Linked DNA regions of Mus musculus: all the other regions are linked to region 3. A link is a contact called in public HiChIP or PLAC-seq and promoter capture Hi-C data. All regions are on one chromosome and are shown on one strand. Each heading gives the region's core, a stretch centred on a gene start, on an enhancer-like site or on the middle of the called end of the contact. The rest is flanking DNA. Distances are from core to core; before and after follow the strand shown.

Region 1 (5,930 bases), core at 310-2,809, 2.6 Mb after region 3:
ATTCACTAATTAAATGCCAAAGGAAACAACCTTCTCCAGACGCCAAACCACACTAGTGATTATGAAAACCCATTCCACTTCAGCAACTGTCAAGACGTTAGGATCACACCTGAGGGAATGGATTTCTGTCTTTATCTCCAGAACAGCAGCTATAATACAAGTTTTTGACAGTGCAAGGTTTTGTGCAGCTTCAAGATGTTTCAGTAAGTGTGACTTCACTAACAAATGAAAGTTAAAAAAAAAAAAAACTATACTGACTCCAAAATCAGGAATTTGAAGAGAAAAAAAAAAAAAAAGATGATTCTTTGGTACAATATGCAGGGATATGGATTAGAAACACACACCTCTCCTTTACATATGGCACCATTATAACTGATTCCAGAGAAGCAGGAAATTTTGGTGACCTGCCTCTCTTGAATGCTTGTTTTGCAATTTGTATTTCCTGATTTTGATGTATTGCAGACGGAAGATGCAAATATATAATTTTTATAAAAAAATCTGCTGCCGCAAGATAAGGTCACATGAGGTCTTTTAGTGGGCAGGCTGTCTGGGGAACACAAAGACGTATAAAGCACCATCTAGGCTCTCGCAATTAGGAGAGGATGACAAACACGGAAACATGTGCCCCCGTTGACGTCATGGAACGGAAAGGGGTGGCCTCCTGCTGCATCACGTCCACGTCATATGGCGCACGAGGGAAGTTACTGTGGGGGAGCAATTTCTCCACTGGGCAACATCAGGGAGGGGCGGGGAGAGCGAATTGGTTCCGATCCAAAGAATGTCCACCCATTCTGAGGAGAATCTAAAGGGATCCAACCCTTTCTCCCAAATTGTATGATGCCCTCATCAAGTGCAAAAAGAGGCGGGCTTCATCAGAAACCAGGACTGAACGAGATACGTGGAGAAAGAGAAGCCTCAGATCTTGGGGGCGGCTCTTGAGGGAATCCGCGTGCTGTGGGGCGAGCGGGGCATCTTTGGAACGCGGGCCTTCTCTTGAAGAGGCTAGCTCTCTGGCCATACTCAAACATGGCTCTCTGCGCCACCTGTGCGACTGAGATCCAACCTCCCCGCACCAGCCCGGGTCCAGGTACCTGGAACTTAAGTCCGATCAGTAACCGGCGACTAGACGGGGTACAGGTTACCCGAGCGCGCCCCCGACCGACGCACCGACCTGCGCGCGAACCGCGGGCCGGATGCGTGCGCGCTCCCCCGGACGTCCCGCCCTCTCCGGAGCCGGCCGGGCGTGCGCGTCCCCGCGCCGAGAAGCCGGAAGCTGAGGAAGGCGACCGGGTAGCGCCTGAAGGTTCCCGGGAGCTCTGGCCTAGTGCTTGGCGCGCTCTGTCATTCTCGCCGTGGCGGCCGGGCCCTGTGCTTGTGAGGCGGGGCAGGAACACCGGTCCCAGAGGGATCAGGACTAGCCAAAGGCCGGAGAGATTTCGGGCATTTGGGAGGGCGACCGGCACAGGCGGGTGGAACGCCCGCGTCGTTAAGGAGGACGGGGCGGCGTCCCTGGTTACGGGGTCAGGCAAAGGGCAAAGGGCAGCGTCAGGGTTGAGCAGGATTAGTAATGGCGGCGTGTGGGGAGCCCGGGAGGCCCTGGCAGGAGGAGGAGGCAGCAGCGGTGGTAGTGGTGGGTTCCTGCATGACCGACCTGGTCAGGTTAGTGCGGGGCCGCAGCGCAAGGTCTCGGGAGGGCGAGCCACACTGTGGATGCCCGGGCCTCGGATCGGTGGGCACCCACCATTGGAACTTTCCTGAAAGCTTCAGGTTTCCAAGCACGACTTCTGAGGTGAAAAGGCAGAATTCAAGTTTGTGGAGGTCAATGACAGAGGAAGGGACAGGGATGGGGGGTGGGGGGACTGAATGAAAGCTTTGATAGACACCCCCACCTACGGGCGCCCCCAAACACCTGCACCTGTTTCCTTGGCCAGGCTGCCCCATGACATTTTAACCTCTGAGAACATGATGTACCTACTTCACAGGGTTGAGAGCACAAGAAGTGTTTTGTCCACCAGACCCAACTGGGTATTACTGGATTGAACACGTGAAAGAAGGCACTGAGGCAAACACCTTTTCACTCATGTTGGCATTCCTGCAGTGTTCCATATTTACAGTTTACTTTTATGTGGAAATGTAACCATGGGCCAACCTTTGTGGTGAACCTAAGTGTGAATTCAAAATTTAAAACACACACACACACACACAAACATGACAATTACAGCCACTAAAAACCTGACCAAATAGTGCTAAATGAGAATAGTTGAGTTAGGTCAGAGAGGTTGTAGGGAAGATCCTTCTGCTTTGTCGTCTGTTTTTATGAAAACAGCTTTCCAAGCAGATAAGCAATATACATTGTAGAAAAAAAAATAGTTCAGGTATTCCAAAAAACTCAGGCCATATAATTCTGTTTATGTTAATAACCATATTTCCCAGCAACTTAGTGTCATCGGTCCCTAAACTATTTTTCCAAAAGATAGCAGAGAACTTTGAAATAAGGCCTTGGGGTAATCAAAACAACCAAACCCTTTCACCAAACTACCTATATCTACTTTAAAAACAGCTCCAGGGGCCTCATATATCTAACTTAATCTTGCTTAAAACATTATAAATTGTTATCAGATTCATCAAGATGGCTATGAGGTAAAGGTGCTTGACTAAAGCCTAATGCCCTTCAGTTCCTGGAGCCCAGTATGGTGGAAGGACACTACATATGTGATGCATGAGTGTGTACACAATAGATAGATAGATAGATAGATAGATAGATAGAATAAATAAGTCTATGCTTTCAAATTACCAAACACAACAGAAAAGATGGAATTAAAAAGGAGACTGGGGCCGGGCGTGGTGATGCACGCCTTTAATCCCAGCACTTGGGAGGCAGAGGCAGGCGGATTTCTGAGTTCCAGGCCAGCCTGGTCTACAAAGTAAGCTCCAGGACAGCCAGGGCTACACAGAGAAACCCTGTCTCGAAAAAAACAAAAAAAAAAAAAGAAAAAGAAAAGAAAGAAAGAAAAAGGAGACTGGGAGAGGCAAGTTAATTGACAAAAACCCTGATATGTTGTAGGGACTACAGAAATGGCCTCAACAGTTAAGAGCATTGGATAAAAACCACCTGTAACTCCCATCTAAAGGGTCCCACACCTCCAAGTGCATTGCTTTCCTACACACAGAGTTAAAAGTAAAAAAATGATTTTTTTAAATGAAGCAATAACAGAAGAGCTACAAATAATTAAAGTTTATATAATTTTGTGTGTGGTGCTAGATATTGAACTCAGGTCCGTTGCATGGCTAGTAAATACTTTACTACTAAACTACACTTATAGCTTTTAATTTTATTATTTGAGACAGAATCTCACTAAGTTCCCCATGCTGAACTTGTACCATGTAAGTTAGGCACTTGACCATGCTATCTTGCTGTAGCTGGGATTACAGGCTTACAGCCCCAAGTCTGTCTCTAAATTCTAAATTTTCCTTTTTCAGAAATGTTTGAGCTGCTACCTTGTCCTAAGTTACGCTGAGGCAGGCATGATTTTCTGTACTGGAAGACAATATAGCTGGAGACCTTTGGTGAGGAGGCTTATGTGTATTTTTCTAGGGGAAGATGTCAGCACATCTTTCTGTAAAGCTCCAGATAGTAAAGATTTAAGTTTGGCAGGTCACATTTGGAAGTGTGAAAAGTCCTTTGTCTTCATTAGGATTTTATTGCTGTGAACAGACACCATGACCAAGGCAACTCTTATAAAGGACAACATTTATTTGGGGCTGGCTTACAGTTCAGAGGTTCAGTCCATTATCATCAAGGAGGGAGCATGGCAGCATCCAGACAGCATGGTGCAGGAGGTGCTGAGAGTTCTACAGTTTCCTCTGAAGGCTGCTAGCAGAATACTGACTTCCAGGCAGCTAGGATAAGGGTCTTAAAGCCCACACCCACAGTGACACACCTACTTCAACAGGGCCACCTTGTAATCATGCCACTCCCTAGGCCGAGCATATGCAAAGGGTCTCGTCATTCTGATCTCCCAGATAAGGAATGCTGCAGACTAACCTGTCCATAAGTCCCTGTGTGTAGGCTGTCTCCAGTCCATCCTAACTAACTTAATCCCAGTGGCAGTTCTTGAAGAAAAGGTAGAATGTGGTGTTTGTTTTAGATCAAAGTAGGGAATGCGGTGGCTGAGCAGATGGATGAGCACTGACTGCTCTTCCAGAGGTTCTGAGTTCAATTCCCAGCAACCACATGGTGGCTCACAACCATCTGAAGTGGGATTCGATGCCCTCTTCTGCTGTGACTGAAGACAGCGACAGCGTAGTATACTCACATATATAAAATAAATCTTTTTTTAAAACACAGGGAGAATATTTCACTTTAGAAATAGTTCCATCAAGAACATACAAAGTTAGGGGTTGTTACTCAGTTGTCAGGTACATGTTCAGCATGGGCCAAGTCCTGGGCTCAGTCCACCACCTTCTGAGAAGCTTAACCATCACACACTAAAGACAGCCTAATGTCTCTTAAGGTGGTTAGTCTTCAGACTTCAGGGGATGAGGGATACCCAGAGGCAAAGGCTAATTTTATGATGTCAGAATTTTAAAATTTCAGAAGTAGAGAAATTTTACGGGCTATTAATCCTAGCCCCTCAGTTTATAGATAAGTAAGCCAGGGCCTAGAAACTTACATTATGGATAAATGTCCTAATTTCCCTTGTCATTTTCTTATAAAATATTTGAGTTAATATTTTTCATATGAGTCACTAATTAAAAACTCTTCCCTAGACTACTAATTTCCATAGATTTTTCTTAAAAAGTTTTCATGATCTGTTTGGGTTTTTTTATATATATACCTTGTTTTTATTCAGAACCCTGAATAAAATTGGTCTGGCTTTGTTTGTAAAATATGTGTCATGGTTATATTAGTTTCCTACTACTGCTGAAACAATTTGCCATAGATTTGATTGCCTTAATATTATTATAGCTCTGGAGGTCATAAGTCTTGCTTAGTAATCACTAAACTAAAATCAAGGAGTCAGTAGGTGAGGTTCCTTTCTGGGAGATGTTTTCTTAATGTTTATAGCTTCTCTGTTACTTTTTTAGTCAGGTCCCCTTCATCTTAGTAGCAAACAGTAGTTGGTTAAGTCTTTCTCACATAGCATCAGCCTAACTCATTCCATGTGCACTATAAGAACCCTTGTATTACACTGATCCCAGCTAAATAACTCAAGATAATCTCCTTCTCTTATTATATCTTATTGGCTATTCACTACCTAAGTTCTCCTTTGCTGTATACAAGATATTTCTAAATTGGAGAGATTACGGTATGCATCTTTTAAGAGCATTTTACTCACACTGTATATCAGCATCAAATAACCTTACACTATCACTTAGGGAACCTTTGGATCTTTTCAGTCCACCCTCACTCACATTTGCATATGAGGTGACCAAGAGCTTAAACAGGTCACTTCTGATCACACAGCCAGTCAAAGGCAAAATGAAGGCTGAAACCCAGAAGGCCCAGACTTTGTTTCCTTCCTATCATTCTCTCTAAGAGACCAATACTAGTGCCTTTTTGTGTAAATTCCATGTGGAAATTTGTAGTCTCTGTATATTCACTGTTTATCTTGGACACTGGTAAAGAATAACTAAAGATCTTCAAATCTAAAAGTAGCATCTTCATTACTCCATTACTCTCATTGTATTCCTGCATTTAATGTAGCCAGCCTAGACATCATGCCTGTACTATAGAATTACTTTAGAAGTAAATGCTTCACTAAGCCTTTTTGGAAGGCATCCAAGTCCAACTCACTTTATATACTGCTGAGTGCCAGACACTGATAATTCAATCAATGAGCCTTTTTTTTAATTTTAGTTTTCTATGTGTAGTAAGCTCCATGTAGTAATAATTCTTAAAACTCCTTCATTCATCCAGCTGACATTTT
Region 2 (5,407 bases), core at 1,587-4,086, 2.9 Mb after region 3:
ACAGACATCCATGTGAGAACATCACAAACACTAAATAAATCCAAAGAGTTTTGAGTGAGTTCTCCCAATGACTCCAATTCTGATTAAGAGACGGACCCATTTGCCTTCATTCTGCTTAACAATTTTCTTTCCATAATTCCTAGAAAAGCTGATGAATGCACTCATCTTGTGGAGAAAAAAAAATATGTTCCCAATTACTTTTCACAGAAGGTAATTCTTAATTCTGTATTTAAGATCAGTTCTTCATTTAAGCGCAAACCCATTCATTTTGTTGGTAATGTTAGGTCTCGGTTCAGAAATTCCCAGTTTTTATTCGGTTTATGAATCCAAAATCCAACTGTTGCCAAAGACAGAAACCTGTCAACACACTGTTTCCACCTCCCCCTCTGAACTCTCACCTCCTCTCATCGCCTGCATCTATAATATAGTTACAATCACACGCTATGTTTCGCATACAGTTACGATCATAGGCCACATTTCACTTTCTTCCTTAGATTTGAGCAAAACAGTCTTGGTACCAGTTTTCACACTTCTTTCAATCCATCTCTTCAAAGGTGACCTTTCCCTTCCAGGATAATTACAATTGCAACACCTTAGCATGCCCTAAAGGACCTGGCTCCTGCTACCCTTTTTTTTTTTTTTTTGTATTTTTTTCTTTTTCTTTTCAGATTTATTTACTATATGTAAGTACACTGTAGCTGTCTTCAGACACTCCAGAAGAGGAGGTCAGATCTCATTACGGATGGTTGTGAGCCACCATGTGGTTGCAGGGATTTGAACTCAAGACCTCTGGAAGAGCAGTCAGTGCTCTTAACCGCTGAGCCATCTCTCCAGCCCCCTGCTACCTCCTCTTAATGACGCCCTGCGATATCCTCCACGCGCTATCATCCTCCATGCCAGTGTCACACAGCTAGGTATTATAAACTTCTATCAGTTCAAACACTGACTTCATGGGACAGGAGGGTGGGACTGCTCAGTCTCTAACTGAATTATTCTTCGACCTTCAAGCCTCTGTCTTTGCGTGGACTATTCTGGTAATACTGAAATCATCCCTTTGCTTCCCAAAAGTGGCATTAAATTCCACTATAGGAATATTTACTAGCAGTTGCACAAATTAAAAGCGTAGCACATGCCTGTGATCCCGGTACTGGGAAGGCTGAGGGCAGAAACTGCAAAAGTTAAAGTCCACCCTGGCCGACACAGTAAGCTCCTGGTCAGCCTGGGCTACATAGTGAAACCCCATCTCAAACAAAAATACAAGTGTGTGGTGGCCCAGGCCTGTGATCCCAGCACTCAGGAGACAGATGCCTGAGGACTACAAGTTACAGGCCAAGCCAAGTGTCACAGGGAATTTCCAGATAGTGAGCCCCTACCACAAAAAAACAGTTTTTTCCTATTATACTGTATTGTATTGCCGTGATTACCCAATTCATCTGTTGAACAGACAGCTCTGTTGTCATGCCTGGGTGCCCAACCTACTACACAGCTTGTTCAGAGCAGACATCCCGTAAGTGTTATCTAAGTGAATGAACTCACCCCGGAGGTCCAAGTTAATAAAATCTTTCTTTTGTGTTAGCCATGGCAAAACTTAGCACATTCATTACACAAAACAATAAATCAGGGCTGCAACCAAGTAGCTTAGAAATGTAAAGATTGCTTATAGCTGTTTTTATTTCCCTCCCCAGTCCATCAAATTAATTATGAGCACATATTTGATATGGGGGGCAGAGGCCACGCAGGAATACCACTAACTGAAACACACACTCCATTTTTATTAGACTGCATCTTTATTGCAAGCCAGGTTTTCTTTCCCCCACACTAGGATTTTATCTGCACTGTCCAATCCCGTAGCTACTACCTACAGATGGTTATTGAAGTTTTAGTCCATTAAAATGAAATAGAATTTGTAATTCGGTTCTTCAATTGTACTAGCCACATCTCAAGTGCCCCAAAGCCATACCTGTCTGGTGGCTATGATGCTCCACAGTGCAGACACAGAACATCTTTAGCAGCACTGTCTACACCATTACAAAAATGTCCTCAGAAAACCTCACTTACTTCTTAGCTCCCACGATCCTGGTGCTCCTCTGCTGCTTAAGGGATGTGGGTCCCGGGGTCTAGCAAATCACAAGCACAGGAGTGAGTGCTAGGGACCTTTGAAGCTCATCCGCAAAGAGATGAATCCCCCTTGTGCCTAGATGTGAAGCTGTCCCGAGCAACTACTTCAAATGGACTGAAGGAGACACTTTTTAGGAAACCTGTGCCATTCTATTTATTCACAATGTAAAGACGGGTTGACAATACCAGAGTTTTCATCTTTGTCCATTCTCAAAACCCTATCCTAGATAGAGGCTTGAAAAGAAAAGACGAGGAAAAAAAAAATATATATATGATATATACATATGTATCATATATATATTAAAAGAAACGGGAGGCACTGGGGATGCTGAAGGAATATAAATAATTACAATGTGTCGAGGAACTCAGTCCAAGGATACGAGGACTAAGCAATAAAAATAAAAATGGGAAGAAAAAAGGCGGTAAGTGGATCTGATATAAAAGGGTGGGGCCTAGGATTGGCTCCGGAAAAAAAAAAAAAAAACAACTCTGAGTACAAAACAAAAGCAAAGGACCGCGTGTTCTCAGCTCGACAGTTCTATTTCTAAAGTATAATGGTCACACCAAGAAACTCACGGCGGTGACTGCACCGAGTCTGGAAGACATCACTCCCCCTCCACGCCTAACAATTTCACCCAAGGGCTCCGGACAGACCAACGCCACTTCCGCTCTCCTCGCCTCTCCCGGATGTGGTCTCAGCGGCGACTAACCCTGTTCTGAACACCTACTTCCGCCTAGCTGCTTCCGAGGGGGCTGCGGCGGGAAAGGAGTCACGTGATAACTCTTCTTCGGCTTCCATTGAGACCCCGCCCCCATAGCAACAAGGGAGTAGGCAGGCCTTTGGGGCGTGAAGGTTGGAGCAAATGGGAGGAGTCTGAATATTTAAGGGGTCCTCCCGAACTAGCGTTTGCACACCTACTCCCACCCATCCCACAAGTGGTTTTACAGATGCAAACGAAATTCAAATCGCCCCTTTATTGATCTTAAATTAAAGACCCATTCTCTTCTCCTTCCCTCCCAGATATCTCTTTCTTTGCTCAGGTGAGGGACAGAACTCTCCTTATCCACTAACTTCTGGCCTCCAAACTTGTCTAGCTTTTGGATTTTTTTTTTTTTTTTTTTTTTTGGTGCGGTCCCTGAAAGACATGAACACTTTAGCCAAGTTACATCTGGATCTCTCCAGCGGATGAGTCTGGAACAATGCCTGTTCTTAGAAGAAGTGGGCTTGATCCAGAACTATGTCCTTTCCAACCAGAGGGAACGGAAAAGGATCTTTCAGAGAAATTACCATGGCTCCTTTCTGAATGACTGCCCAGTGACGTCCACGAGAGACTGAGATGGCTCGTTTTTGAGGGACTGAGGCATCTCAGAGAATAGAGAGTCTGCTGACTCCTCCCTGAAAGACTGTGTAGACTCTTCTTCACAGAAGGAATGTGCCCTCTTCTCTCTAGAAGTCTACAAGGGCTTCTCCCTGAGGGACTGTGAAGGTTCCTTCCTGAGGGACTACAAGGGCTCCACCTCAAGTGACTTCTAGGGCTCTTCCCTGAAGGACTTGGAAAGCTACTCCCTGAGGGATTTTGAGGACTTCTCCTTGAGGAACTGTGGCCTCTCCCCTTAAAGAGACTGTTATGTCTTCTATCAAAGAGCTATGATAAGTTCTTACAGAGGAACTAAGACTGTTTCTCTGGGAGGGACTTTAATGACTCTGATTTCATCAAGGAAGTAAACTCAGCCCCGGTACAAGAGACAGACACATGCTCAGTGACTTCCTGGAATATGTCGCTGAACTTTGAACTAGTTTTCTTGACTCCCAATCTACTACCAGAGTATTGCTGGATTATGGAAGATGTTGAGCAGAGTGTTGACATCGTTAAAGGCATTCTTTTCTCATTACTGTGACATAAAATATGTCTCTGAATATAGTTTTTAACCACTGAAGTCTGAGAAACAGTCCTTGAAACCCTTTCTAGCAGGCTTTGAGAAAATACCATTAGTTCAGCTGGAACCCCAAAAATTAAGAATAGATTGGTAGATGTCCATAGTGGAGCCTTCTGTTACAAATGACTGAAAACAAGGCTTCCTTTCCATAGTGGTTCCCATGACATTCCCCAGCATTAGCATACTGGAGAGGTATTTCCTAGGTAGTCGCTGCCTACAGACATGACTTTCCCAGACATTCTGTTGTATGCCCAGGAAAGAACCGATAGAGCTTCTTCGAGCCCCTAATCCAGCCTGAAACTCCTCTGTTAGTAGTTTGAATGAATATGAAGAATACCTCTGGAATTCCTCCATTTGGCCCTTTTCAATTCCTTTCTTAGATAAGACATTAATATTCCAGATCTCAGGATATGGGTTTCCCTTGGTGTCTCCTGTCTTATCAGAGGGTAGATTTGGAAGGACCAAGGGACGAACTGAAGATTTTATTATAATAGTGTCTGTGTAGGACTTTGAAGACTGCAAAATTCCCAAACCAAGGTTTTCCATACCAAAAACTCTTGAAACTTCAGGCGCCACAGAACCCTGAAGGTGCCCTAATTGGGTTGTTTTATCAACGCTTGAAAGAAATGGGGCTGAAGGGCTGTGTATGAAACAAGATAAGGAGTTCTCTGCCTGTAACTGTACTGATGTGATCATCTCTGAGTCTTTACTCTGATTTGAACCCTCCATTTTCATTAATTTACGAGATTCTGGTGTGAGGCCTAGAGATTTTTCAGCCTGAAGCCTATGTTCATGAGTTAACAATGTAGGATCCTTAAGGGGAGATGTTTGCTGAAATATTAAAACTGCAGAAGTCACTTGAATATGGGCCTTTGGAGTTAACCCTGCAAGTTTTACCAGTCCTTGAAGATGTGGTCTTGGGTGTAAATTCAAACACTCCTTTATTTTAATGCTTGATCTCATGGTGAGTTCTGATGCCACTTCTTCAGATTTTACAATCAGAACCAGTGGTTTGGGATTTAATACAGTCTTTATAATTTGAAAGCCTGGTTGTCCTTTTGTTTCTAAAACCTGATGTGTTGGTGCTAGGGTTAATTTATTGGACTGCACATTTTGTAGCCAAAGTCTTGGAGCAAATTCTGAACTTATTACATCATGTATTCTGGGAGTCAAATCATTGTATTTTGACTTTTGAGGGGTACTCTCTGGAATCTTCACAGACTTTATAACTTGAAGTGGTGGTCCAGGAATCTCTTCCACATTTTCAGAAACTTTGGGGAGGGTAACTGATTGAGGAACTGGAAGGGGTGTCTTTGCAGATTCTGTCACTCGATCTGGTGGCTTTGGATTA
Region 3 (5,409 bases), core at 2,293-4,792:
CAAGGTAATAAATATAGTTAAAACACACAGCTAGCCTCCTTCCCTGAACTTGCACACACCTGACTGGCTTCATTTACAGTTACAGAAACATGTTCCTTATAAAAACATTGAATTATAGGTCCAATACTCAATAACATGGCCAATAAATTTTTAAAATGTAGTGTTCTACAAGTGAAAACTGGCTAACGAAATCAACTATGATACTGTCAGCTTGCTTGTGACATTGAGCTTTAGATGGCTTCCCACATTCAAGTTATTGTCAAGTGGAGGGTGAATGACTACTGCAGTATCAAACCCGCACAACTGTGACTCTGATTTTCCCTTCTATTTTTCAAAGAAGCTGTGACTAGCAAACAAAATTTCTTCTTAAACTGTTCCTTATCGTATCGACACCACCAAAACAAACATGATTCCAAAGAAGCATTTTATGTAGAAATCTATGTCACCTTCTGGTATCCAAGACATAACACATAATGTGCTTTACATAATACTTGGAAGGCAGAGTCACGCAGATCTCTGAGTGTGAGGCCAGTCTGATCTACATAGCAAATGTGAGGCCAGTCAGGGATATACAGTTGAGGTCCTATCTCAGAATAAATTTAAAAACTATCATATGGACACACATATGATGTGCCATATATAGTGTGTAATATAAAGGTCAGAAGATAACTTTGTGGATTTCTTCCATCCACCTTTACATAGTATGATAGCTATTCTTGGTTGTCAACTTGACTAGATCTGGAATTACAAAACCCAAATGTCTGGGTACACCTTCAAGAAATTTCTCTCTCTCTTTTTTTTTCTTCCTTTTTTTGAGTCAGTGATCTCTGTATAGTCCTGGCTGTCCTGGAACTCACTTTGGAGACCAGGCTGGCCTCAAACTCAGATCCACCTGCTTCTGCCTCCCAAGTGCTTGGGATTAAAGGCGTGTGCCACTACTGCCCACCCATATCTCTAAATTAAATACCATAGACTCCACTGGTGGCGCACGCCTTTAGTCCTAGCACTTGGGAGGCAGAGGCAGGCGGATTTCTGAGTTCCAGGACAGCCTGATCTCCAAAGTGAGTTAGTTCCAGGACAGCCAGGGCTATACAGAGAAACCCTGTCTCTAAAAACAAAAACAAGCAAACAAAAAAGAATCATGAGTTCAGATTCCAGTATCCATGTCAAATGCTTAGTTACAGCAGAGTGCTCACCTGTAAACCCCACTGTGTGAGTCTGCGGGGGTTAGGGTGGTAGGAAGCCTACTAAGGCCTAGAGATCTGGTCTCAAAGAAGTCAAATAATGATGAGGCAACACTGGTTTCTAGAAGCATATATAACCCACACCTACAGAGAGAATGAGGCTAACTCACTTGCCCAGAACTCATTCCACAGCCCCAGTTACTTATGATCCTCTTGCCCCAATCTCTTGAATACACAGGATTACAAGCATGATCCACCAGTTTGGCTATACTTTATTTCTTGAGGGACATGGAAGAGTTTCAGATCTAGAGGGGAAATGGATCCTTTCAATACATGTGAAATTATATTCTCTATCAGGAAAAAAAAAAAAGACTTGGTAGTAGGATTCTTACAGGCCCATGATCTCAGTTGAGTCAGGAGGACTGCCACATTCAAGGCCTGCCAGGACTATCAAGGAAGTTCAAGGGTAGCCTAGGCAACTTAGGAAGACCCTCTCTCAAACTAAAAAGTAAAATGAGGAGTTTGTTTACCATAGCAGGTAATGCATTAGCTTTATAGAGATCCAATAAATTAATTGAAACCGAAGTAATCTCATAAAAAACAGGAAGAGTTGACTTCACAAAGTTGTCTTCTCACCACCAAATATACATCATGGCACCCGGGTGCCCACATCATACAACACATCAGTATTGGTAATAATAAAAAGAGGACCAGAGATGTAACTCAGTAGTAAAGGAGCTGCCTAACATTTGTGAGGCTCTGAGTCCAATTTCCAGTCCCAACAAAACAATAAATACCCTTTGTTCAGAAATGAAATAAATATTACAGTCACCAAGAAACCAACTTTCCTGGGGGGGGGGGGGCGGAACAACCAAATAAGCTAGGAAACAAAACCAAAACTGTTATTGAAATGGAGTCTCAAGTAGCCCAGGCTAGCCTCGATTCCACCTAGGACCGAACATATCCTCAGATTCCTGATTCTTCTGCCTCTACCTCTGAAAGGCTGGAATCACAAGCACTCTTCAAAGTACTTAGTAAGCAAGACAACTTTCCACTCATTTCACATCGAACTCACAGGCAAACCGGGACGCAAGTGTTTTCTCCAACCATTAAAAAGAAAAAGCACCAGGTGTGTGTGGGGTCTGGGCTGGAGAGAGGTTCCCTCTCACCATTGTCAGGAACAAGAGTCAATCTGCAGGCTGAAAGACCTCAGACTACCTCAGCCTTTGTGAACCTCGGGCTCCCCCAATTACTTGGGCAACCTAAACTAAACGGCAGACCGAAAAACTGAAGCTTAAAACGCCCAGGGGTAAAGTTTAAAAAAACAAAAAGCAGGAACGCCCATATCTGGACTCCTCCCCCGCCCTAATCAAAATGTGGACAATGGCGTCCACTGCGAACAATGTTAAAGGTTAAGTTTCCTATCCCTGTGTACAGATGTGGCCCTGAGGGAAGGGCCCGAGCAGGCACCGGGCTAAGGATGGAGGTCGCAATCGCCCGCTTGACTAACCATAGATAGAACCAAAAGTGGCTCCTGGAAGCCCAAACCCCATTCAGCTCCAAAGCCCGCAAGCGTCCTCGGCACTCTCGCAACTTAGATACGGCCCGCCACGCGGCCCGGGTGCCCCAGCAAACTCGCAGGCCTCCGGAAGGCGGGGCGGCGACGCGACCACACAAAGGCTGCGTCATCAGCAAGGAACAAAAACCTCGCTCAGGTTCTCTGCAATCCGCCCGCCCGGCCCCGAGAGTGACCTTGGGCGACCCCCAACCCTCGCCGAGCCTCAGTTTCCCTTCCTACTTGGCGAAAGAGGTTCTCCGGCCAGGCCGCGGGTTGGCGAGCGGATACCCCCACACAAGACATTTCCCTACTTCCGACGACGGCGCCGCTCCATGTTCCGACAACCGCGTGCTCTCCGGGAAAGAGGCGGCAGAGGGCCCAAGCCGGAGAAGCGCGGTTCTGCGAGAGGCGGGCGGCCACCAACCCCAGTGCGGGCCGAGAGGCCGCCCGCGCTCCACGCCCGCACCGCCCTGCCCCGCCGCTTCCATGCTGCGGAGCCCAGCCTTACTTGGAGCTGGGGTTTGCTGCCAGACGCCTCGGCTGATGAGCTCGGGCAAGGACGTACCGACTCCAGCCGCCGCTGAGGAGACCCGTTCAAGCAAGCCTCCACCGCCTCACGAAGACCCACTTCCGCTCGTCCGGCACCGGCCCGCCCTTCTCAGCCCTTATTGGCCTCTCCCGCCTTTTCTCCCGTGCTCTACCGGTTTAGGAGGATAAATTGCAATTTTATTGGGTGAGAAAACCATCTATTACCACTTTGAAATACACCTTCTTCCGGTCACGCCCCCCGCCTGCTTGCGGGAGCTTCCACTTCCCGCGAGAGTGCCGCCAGTCGCGCTCCTCCCACGAGAACTTGGCGGTGTCGTTGCTGAGGCGCGTCGCGAGCTTGCCCGCTGGGTGTTTGACTTTTCGTTTGGCTTCTGACCTGGTATACGGTGGCCCTTACGGCTGCATCTAGCCCTAAACCATAATCCGTACCCTTCTCCGTCTCCTCGGTCGTTAATGAGGCGTACCAGAGACTCGCCCAAGGCCCCAATTTTCTGCTGATCCACAGGCAACCAGGCCGGGATTCGCACCATAAGTGCCAGGCTCTTAGGCATGTCGGTCCCCGGACTCTCCCTCGCAGGAATCCCATCATCTGGACAGGGGGCTCACCTATACGTTTGGGAGGCCTACCTGGAGGAAGCTTGAGGACTAGACGAAAGAGAACGTCCAGTTAGACATTGTGTGTGCTAAAGGCGGGGGAAGGTAGAGCTGGGCATGCCCAGGAGTCTGCGGGTTAGCTGCCCAAGTGTGTCGGGGCAGAGGCGAGAAAGGCAGGACTCAGAACACAAGTCCCATGGAATGCAAAGAACGGCCTCGGGCAAGACCAGGGCCTGGAATTGGGTCTTAGGACATCTCATGTTACAGAATCTCTCTTACCTGAATCTGAAAACCAGTATAATAACTTTAGGCAAGTCTCAGTCCATTCACACCTATTACAGGTTATCCATTTTACCTACTTCTGCCGGTTAATAAGAATGTGAGTGCTAACAGGTAATACAAGTCCTGCTGCTCCTGGGCTAGGTGGAGGGATGGGTTTAGCAACTGGAAAATGATCTATCCATAGATAAATAGCAACTAGAAAGAAATAGATGAGGACCCTCAGACTACTTGAGCAGATGATTTGAAGGTTATCCTAAATGTGGTTGAATTGCTTCTGTGGGGATATAGATCCTGGAAGATTGATTAACATGGCGAAGCAGATCAAAACCCGACCGTTAATATTTTCCATATTACAATCTCTGACGTTTTATGGAATTATAAGAGAACTTAGGATAAAGTGTGTATGATAAATACATACCTGACTCCAGTGTAAAATGTGTTTTGATGTTTTGGGCATGCTTTCCAAATGTTATAAATAGGAATAAAGAGAACTTACATTTGTAAGAAAAATGTAGGTATTTCTTATAATTTTTTGAATACTTAAATCAGGTGAGACCAAAACAGGAATATATACCCTTATAGGTTAAAGGTTCTGTTTGCAGTTAAACAGTTAAATATTTCTTGCCAGGAAGTAGTGGCCCACACCTTTAATCCCAGCAGAGATTAAACTCAGGAGGCAGAGGCAGGCAGATCTCTAAGTCTGAGGCTAGCCTGATAGGCTAGTTCCAGGACAGTCAAGGCTATACAGAAACACTGACTCAAAAAACACCAAAAAAAGCGAGCAGTGGTGGCGCCTTTAATCCCAGCACTCAGGAGGCAGAGGCAGACAGATTTCTGAGTTCCAGGCCAGCCTGGTCTACAAAGTGAGTTCCAGGACAGCCAGGGCTATAACAGAGAAACCCTGTCTCAAAAAACAAACAAACCACCAAAAAAGTTTATTTGTCCTAAGTTAAGTCCTTGCAAGTTAAAGTTTCTATTTGTAATTAGTAAGTTTCTGTTTGTCCTATGCAAGTTAAGGTTTCTGTTTGTATTTAATAAGTTCCTGTTTGTTCTGTGTTACATCCTTGCAAATTAAGGTTTCTATTTGTTTCTATTTGTAATTACTAAGTTCCTGTTTTAGATCTGCTCTGAACTGCTTGCAACCTCATTCATATGATGTATATCCTTACCCTTCTTCTTCCCTTTAAAGGTCTTTCATCCCTCTGTTTGAGGATGTTGGAATCCCTGGAGCTGGAATTACAG
Region 4 (5,507 bases), core at 1,693-4,192, 2.8 Mb after region 3:
CAGTGCTCTTAACCACTGAGCCATCTCTCCAGCCCTGTCTTTGTTATTTTTAATGGCTGTATATTATCCCAGCAAGAAGAGAGTCTTATTTTTTTTCATGGCTTATTTGCCCATTCAAATCATACCCCAGCATTAGATCTTAAGGTGCTACATGTTGCTTTTTCAATTGTTTCGGCCTTTGGGATTCTGTAGCTGATAACATTTTGAAGTCAGCACATATATGTTAGCAAATTTCGTGAAGATGGAATGACTCAGCCTCTTACCTGTACAAGCTATTCTTACTGTATATTTTTCTTTTCATTGCCAGGAAGGCTTAAAGAAAACAGCTTCAATTTCAATGTGTGACCACAATGTTTATGGTTACACCTTCTGACCTATCTGCTCTACTACAGACTCACAGTGATAACCATGAGTATGTCCTGATGTCTGTCAAGACATAACCGGGGACTATGATCGGGAGACTAAGAACCTTAAACAAAACATGTTCAAAGTCCATGGAGAGGATTATGGGAAGGGCTTCCTTTAAGTCATGTTTAGCTATTTATAGTTACCAGGTATTACTGTAGTTAGAAAAATGGCCAGATCTAGTTAATCTGGAGGAAAGAAATTGCAAACAGTAGCACCCCAGTTTCATTTGCAAGAGTGAGCTGGACGTGGGCTTTAGAATCCTACAGAAGCCTGACATGACCATGAGTTTTCTGTCAAACTGAGGAATCATCATTTACATGAGATAATGTCTTTAGAATCATAAGACTACAAAAAAAAAAAAAAAAGAAAAGAAAAAGAAATCATAAGACACTAACCCTAAAGTAACATCAAGGCGTTCAGGCACCAGCATTGCACATGTGTGTGGGTGGTGCACTAGGATAAATGAATCCATCCTTCTGCAGAGAGTGCTGAGGGCACACAGTGTCTGACACTGGCCCAAGCACTTGTTTTCACTAGAACAACTGCTGGTGGGGTGGGGAGGTACTCAAACAAGTGACAACAAGAATATGGCATTGCTGTCCTTGCTGAGGTGGTGGCTGCTTCTGTTGCTGCTGCTTTCTTCTTCTTCTTCTTCTTCTTCTTCTTCTTCTTCTTCTTCTTCTTCTTCTTCTTCTTCTTCTTCTTCTTCCTCTTCCTCTTTTTCTTCCTTCTCCTTCTTCTCCTCCTCCTCCCCTTCTTCTTCTTCTTCTTCTTCTTCTTCTTCTTCTTCTTCTTCTTCTTCTTCTTCTTCTTCTTCTTCTTCTTCTTCTTCTTCTTCTTCTTCTTCTTCTTCTTTCTCTCTCTCTCTCTCTCTCTCTCTCTCTCTCTCTCTCTCTCTCTCTCGATATATATCAGGATGACCTTGAATTTGTGGCTATGCTCCTGCTTCTGCCTCCAGGGTGCAGAGTACTGGGATTGCAAGCATGTACCATGATACTTAGCTAGAAATTTTTATTTGTTTTTTGAGACTGGGTTTCTTTATGTAGCCCTGGCTGTCCTGGAACTTACCATGTAGACCAGGCTCCAATTCAGAGATCCACCTGCTTCTCCATGCTTTGCTTTGGGGATTCTTCTCTTTTCTCTTCTTTTTTTTTTCTTCTTTCCTTTTAAAATGTATATGAGCACACTGTTGCTGGCTTCCAACATATCAGAAGAGGTCATCAGATCTCATTAAAGGTGGTTGTGAACATATGTGGTTGCTGGGAATTGAACTCAGGATCTCTGGAAGAACAGTTAGTGCTCTTAACTGCTGAGCCATCTCTCCAGCCCCACCTAGGGAATTTTTAATAATTGAAATTACCCAACATATGTAATGGAATGTCTCATGCTTACATTCAGAAAAGAAATAATAAAAAACAAATCTTGTTACGAAGAAAACCGGGTATGGAAATACCAAGTCAATGAACTTGGTCCAAGTTCAAGGTCAGTAGAGGGGCTGCACTCCCTGTGCCTCGATCCCAGCCCTTCTACTCTTACAAACATGCAGCATGCCTACTACTCCGACTTTTCTTTCCTTTGTTTTTAAAGACAGGGTCTCACTATGTAGCCTTGGCTAGCCTGGAACTCACCATGTAGACCAGGATGGACTCTTAACTCCTAGAGATCATCTGCCTCTACCTAGTGCTAAGATTAAAGACATCCTCAGTGTCCCCCATCCTCCAGTGTCCCCATCCTCCAGTGTCCCCCATCCTCCAGTGTCCCCCATCCTCCAGCTCACCTGCTGCATCTGAGTTCCCACTGTAAAGGAGATCACAGATGTTTCCCCACTCGGGGTTGGTGAAGGTTAAGGGGAGCATCAGAGAGACCTTAAGTCTGGTTCTCACCGACTTTATACCTTGCCCAATGGCACATGCCAGCATGAGAAACACGGAAATTTGGCAAACCATGCAATCTACCAGGAACTCAGCTGTGAAGGGAGAGACAGTCCAAGATTGCCTGCAAAGTTTCTGCTTCCTCTCAAGCCCTCCAGAGGCCCCAGAGGAAGGAGTCCTGACCCTGCCATCTTCCTTAGACTCCAGGGCCTCCTTTTCTCTAAAGAGGCGTGGAGGGTGCTGAGTGTGGGGTGAAGGGGAGATCAGTGCAGCCAGGCTGCAGTCAGGCACAGGAGGCTGACCTTCAGTTAGCTGCTGCTAGACTGAGCTCCCACTAGTTACCTAGGAAGGCACCCAAAAGCACCGGGAGGCTGGGGGGCGGCGGGTTGGGGCAGAGACCACCCAGGAGAAATGAAGGGCTTGGTGTGGGGAGGGAAAGGAGGAAGCGGGGTGGGGGCAGTATCAGAGAAGAAGGGGCACTAGAGAGTGAGGAAAAAAGCAGAAGTCATTGTGTGGGGAGAAGGTTGAGGGATGATGCCGAAAAAGAGGAAGGGGTCAGCGGTGGCGGTAAGACTTTGGAGAAGGAAGGAGAAAGTCGAGAGGGAGGGAAGAGGAGGCGGTCCTGATTCTCCACTTTACTGCCCATTCCTTCTCCCTTGCTGAAACATCCAGCCGGTGCCTTTGTGGCCTCTTGGGCTGGGTTGCAATCTCATGCCAACCCGCTTGCCGGTTGTCAGGAGGCCTCTGGGGAGGACGCTGCAGGAGCCTCAAACGCCACCTACTCCCGGCCTCTCTCCCGGTTGATGTTTCTATTTTGGGCACCACATTATTTCCTGCTGTGATTTTTTTTTTCAGGCTTCTAATTCAGGCTCTGAGGTAAGCTGTGACATCCGCTCGTGCCCGCAGGCCCCTCCCGCACACTGCTTGTCCTCCTGGGGCGCGGGCACCCCTCAGGCCCAGCAGCAGTCCAGCCACTGCGGGGAGTCTTGGCAGGGCCTGCCTAAAAATAAGCTTTCGGATTTCCCCTCCCCCTGGTAGGGCAAAAGGAGGCTAGCTGGAATAGATTTCTAGGCAAGGATTTGAGGGGGTGATGGAGTGAGGTTGACAGGGACCTGCTATAAACTGTGCCATTGTGCCTAGGAATGGGAGTCCAACGCTTCCGTGTCCGAAGTCTGTTTAACTATATTTGGACAATGACCCTTTAGAGATGCTGATAAAGGCTACACAGAATCCCAGAAACTGTCCACAACAAACTCACAGGTAGGTTCCTGGTAATTTTGGGTTTGTGCACTTCCTTGAGTCGGGGAGCCCTTGTTCAAAGCCCTGGGTATGCATGGACGCCTCCCTCCCTGATCTCTCCTCTCAACCTCAGTATGCCTCATTATATTTAATCAATATGTGCTTAAAAAGAAGAAGTCTCTGTATGTGCAAGTACTTCAAGCACAGGCAGATTATAAGCTATGTCCTTAGGGAAACAACAGCCTCTTAAAACTGTCTTCTGGTTTACTCCCAAGGACCTGCTGGCCATCTGGCAGTGAGGGCACCCACTGCATTGGGTTCTGGCAGATTTAAGTTCCGAACTCAATTAAGTAGGCTCTGTTTTTGTTTTTCCTGACTTCTCTCTCACAGCAGACAAAATGGTAAAGCTCCCGGGAGTCTCACCCATCCCAGTCCATGGGGGTGACTTTAGCTGAGACTCCTAGCAGTGAGGATATGGAGCCTGTTGTGCTTGTAGACAGGAGCCTAGCATAACTCCTCTGACAGCTACCCAGCAGCTGACTGAAACAGATGCTGAGTCCCACAGTCAAACATTAAATGGAGCTTGGGGACTCTTGTGGAAGAGTTGTGGGAAGGATTGCAGGCCCTGAAGGAAATAGGAACTCTACAAGAAGACCAACAAAGTCAACTAACCTGGACCACTAGGGGCTCCCAGAAACTGAACCATCAACCAAAGAGCATACACAGGCTGGACCTAGGCCTCCTTGCACATATGGAACAGATATGTAGCTTGGTCTTCATGTGGATCTCCCAACAACTGGAGCAAGGGCTGTCCCTGAATCTGTTGCCTGCCTGTGGGTCCTGTTCCCTTAACTAGGCTGCCTTGTCTGGCCTCAGTGGGAAAGGATGTGCCTAGCCCTGCAAAGACTTGATGTACCTAGGTTGGGGGATAACCGAGGGAAGAGGGAGGGTTCCATCTTCTCAGAGGAAAAGGGGATGGGGGACTGTGTGAAGGAGGTACGGGGAGAGGGGAGCAGCAATTGGGATGTAAAGTGAATAAATATATATATCAATGAATAAGTAGGAAAAACGATCAAGTTCCTCACATGGCTGAAAGTGAAAGAGGCAGCGTCTTTTAAAAGGTCTTGGTCACTGGAGGTTTTTTTTTGCTTTTGAATCACATGCACCTTGTCTGCTGTTGCCTTTATGAACATGTAACATCCAATAAATTTTGTTTTTTAAATCTTTATCATATTTTATTTGTGTGTGTGTCTGTAGACCAGGGTGGCTTCAAACTCAGAAATCCTCCTGCCTCTGCCTCCCAAGTGCTGGGGTTAAAGGTGTGCACTGCACACACACACCACCACTGGGCCTGGCTAATTTCTAGCCATACTACTTACTAGGAGGCAGAAACCCTGGGAGGTAACTAAGTCTCCCAGGAGACTTTCAAGAATAGTATTAGGAAAATGGCTTGAGAGAGCTTGTCTACTTTGTAAGGATCTGCTGGTGCCTTGAAATCTTGGACTTCCCAGTCTCTAGAACCTTGAGAAATGAAATTCTATTTAAAGATTACTCAACCTAACGTATCTTGTATGAGCCACCCAATGACTTGAAACAGGTACACTGAGCCCAAATTAAGGAAGTGATGTAAGATAAGCTATTTCTAGAACACTGAATGCGGACCAGGACCCGATCTCCAGGAAACTAGAGTGGCTCATTATGACATTACTAGACCTTCAAGTAGGCTTGCTCTTGACTCTAGATCCTCCATTTCCCACAGGGGTTCTCCTCCTAGCTCTACATGGGCACCAATCTGCCTGTATCTCCTTGGGAACTCTCTAGGGCTCCCATTTGCTTGTGACCCTTCACATTCTGATGGGCACTCTTGACTTCTTATCTCCCCTGACTTTTTATCTGGCCCACTTTAGTCTCCCTCATTAAAAAAAAATTAATCAAGAAATGCCCCTCGCCAAAAAGCAGGCACCCCAATTCCAATGCCTGGTGGGACAA

What was found. Promoter capture Hi-C pulls out the DNA fragments that hold promoters and counts their contacts. HiChIP or PLAC-seq counts read pairs in DNA pulled down with a chosen protein or histone mark. Capture Hi-C pulls out chosen DNA fragments and counts their contacts.
Region 1: an H3K27ac HiChIP or PLAC-seq map of thymic regulatory T cells shows a contact between it and region 3, with 9 times the contacts expected there. The contact joins the promoter of Rbks here to the promoter of Rnf4 in region 3. A contact is called at or near these places in 1 of 39 promoter capture datasets (pre-B cells) and 1 of 115 datasets of contacts at active chromatin or transcription factors (thymic regulatory T cells).
Region 2: a promoter capture Hi-C map of adipose tissue shows a contact between it and region 3, with 3 times the contacts expected there. The contact joins the promoter of Zfp512 here to the promoter of Rnf4 in region 3. A contact is called at or near these places in 1 of 39 promoter capture datasets (liver) and 2 of 9 other capture datasets (adipose tissue and liver).
Region 4: a promoter capture Hi-C map of liver shows a contact between it and region 3, with 4 times the contacts expected there. The contact joins the promoter of AI839979 here to the promoter of Rnf4 in region 3. A contact is called at or near these places in 2 of 39 promoter capture datasets (both in liver).

The regions. Positions count from the first base shown.
Region 1 is chr5:31,693,239-31,699,168 of GRCm38.p6, reverse strand. It overlaps Rbks (ribokinase), which reads left to right and starts at 1,559. Exons shown (of 8, transcript NM_153196.1): 1 at 1,559-1,659. The coding sequence starts at 1,568. Babam2 (BRISC and BRCA1 A complex member 2) reads right to left here and starts at 1,119. Exons shown (of 12, transcript NM_144541.1): 1 at 1,092-1,119.
Region 2 is chr5:31,449,865-31,455,271 of GRCm38.p6, reverse strand. It overlaps Zfp512 (zinc finger protein 512), which reads right to left and starts at 2,836. Exons shown (of 14, transcript NM_172993.3): 1 at 2,695-2,836; 2 at 2,059-2,117. The coding sequence starts at 2,724.
Region 3 is chr5:34,334,383-34,339,791 of GRCm38.p6, reverse strand. Rnf4 (ring finger protein 4) reads right to left here and starts at 3,542. Exons shown (of 8, transcript NM_011278.5): 1 at 3,251-3,542. It also overlaps A830049F12Rik.
Region 4 is chr5:31,568,832-31,574,338 of GRCm38.p6, reverse strand. It overlaps AI839979 (expressed sequence AI839979), which reads left to right and starts at 2,942. Exons shown (of 3, transcript NR_102275.1): 1 at 2,942-3,155; 2 at 3,420-3,539; 3 at 3,909-4,747.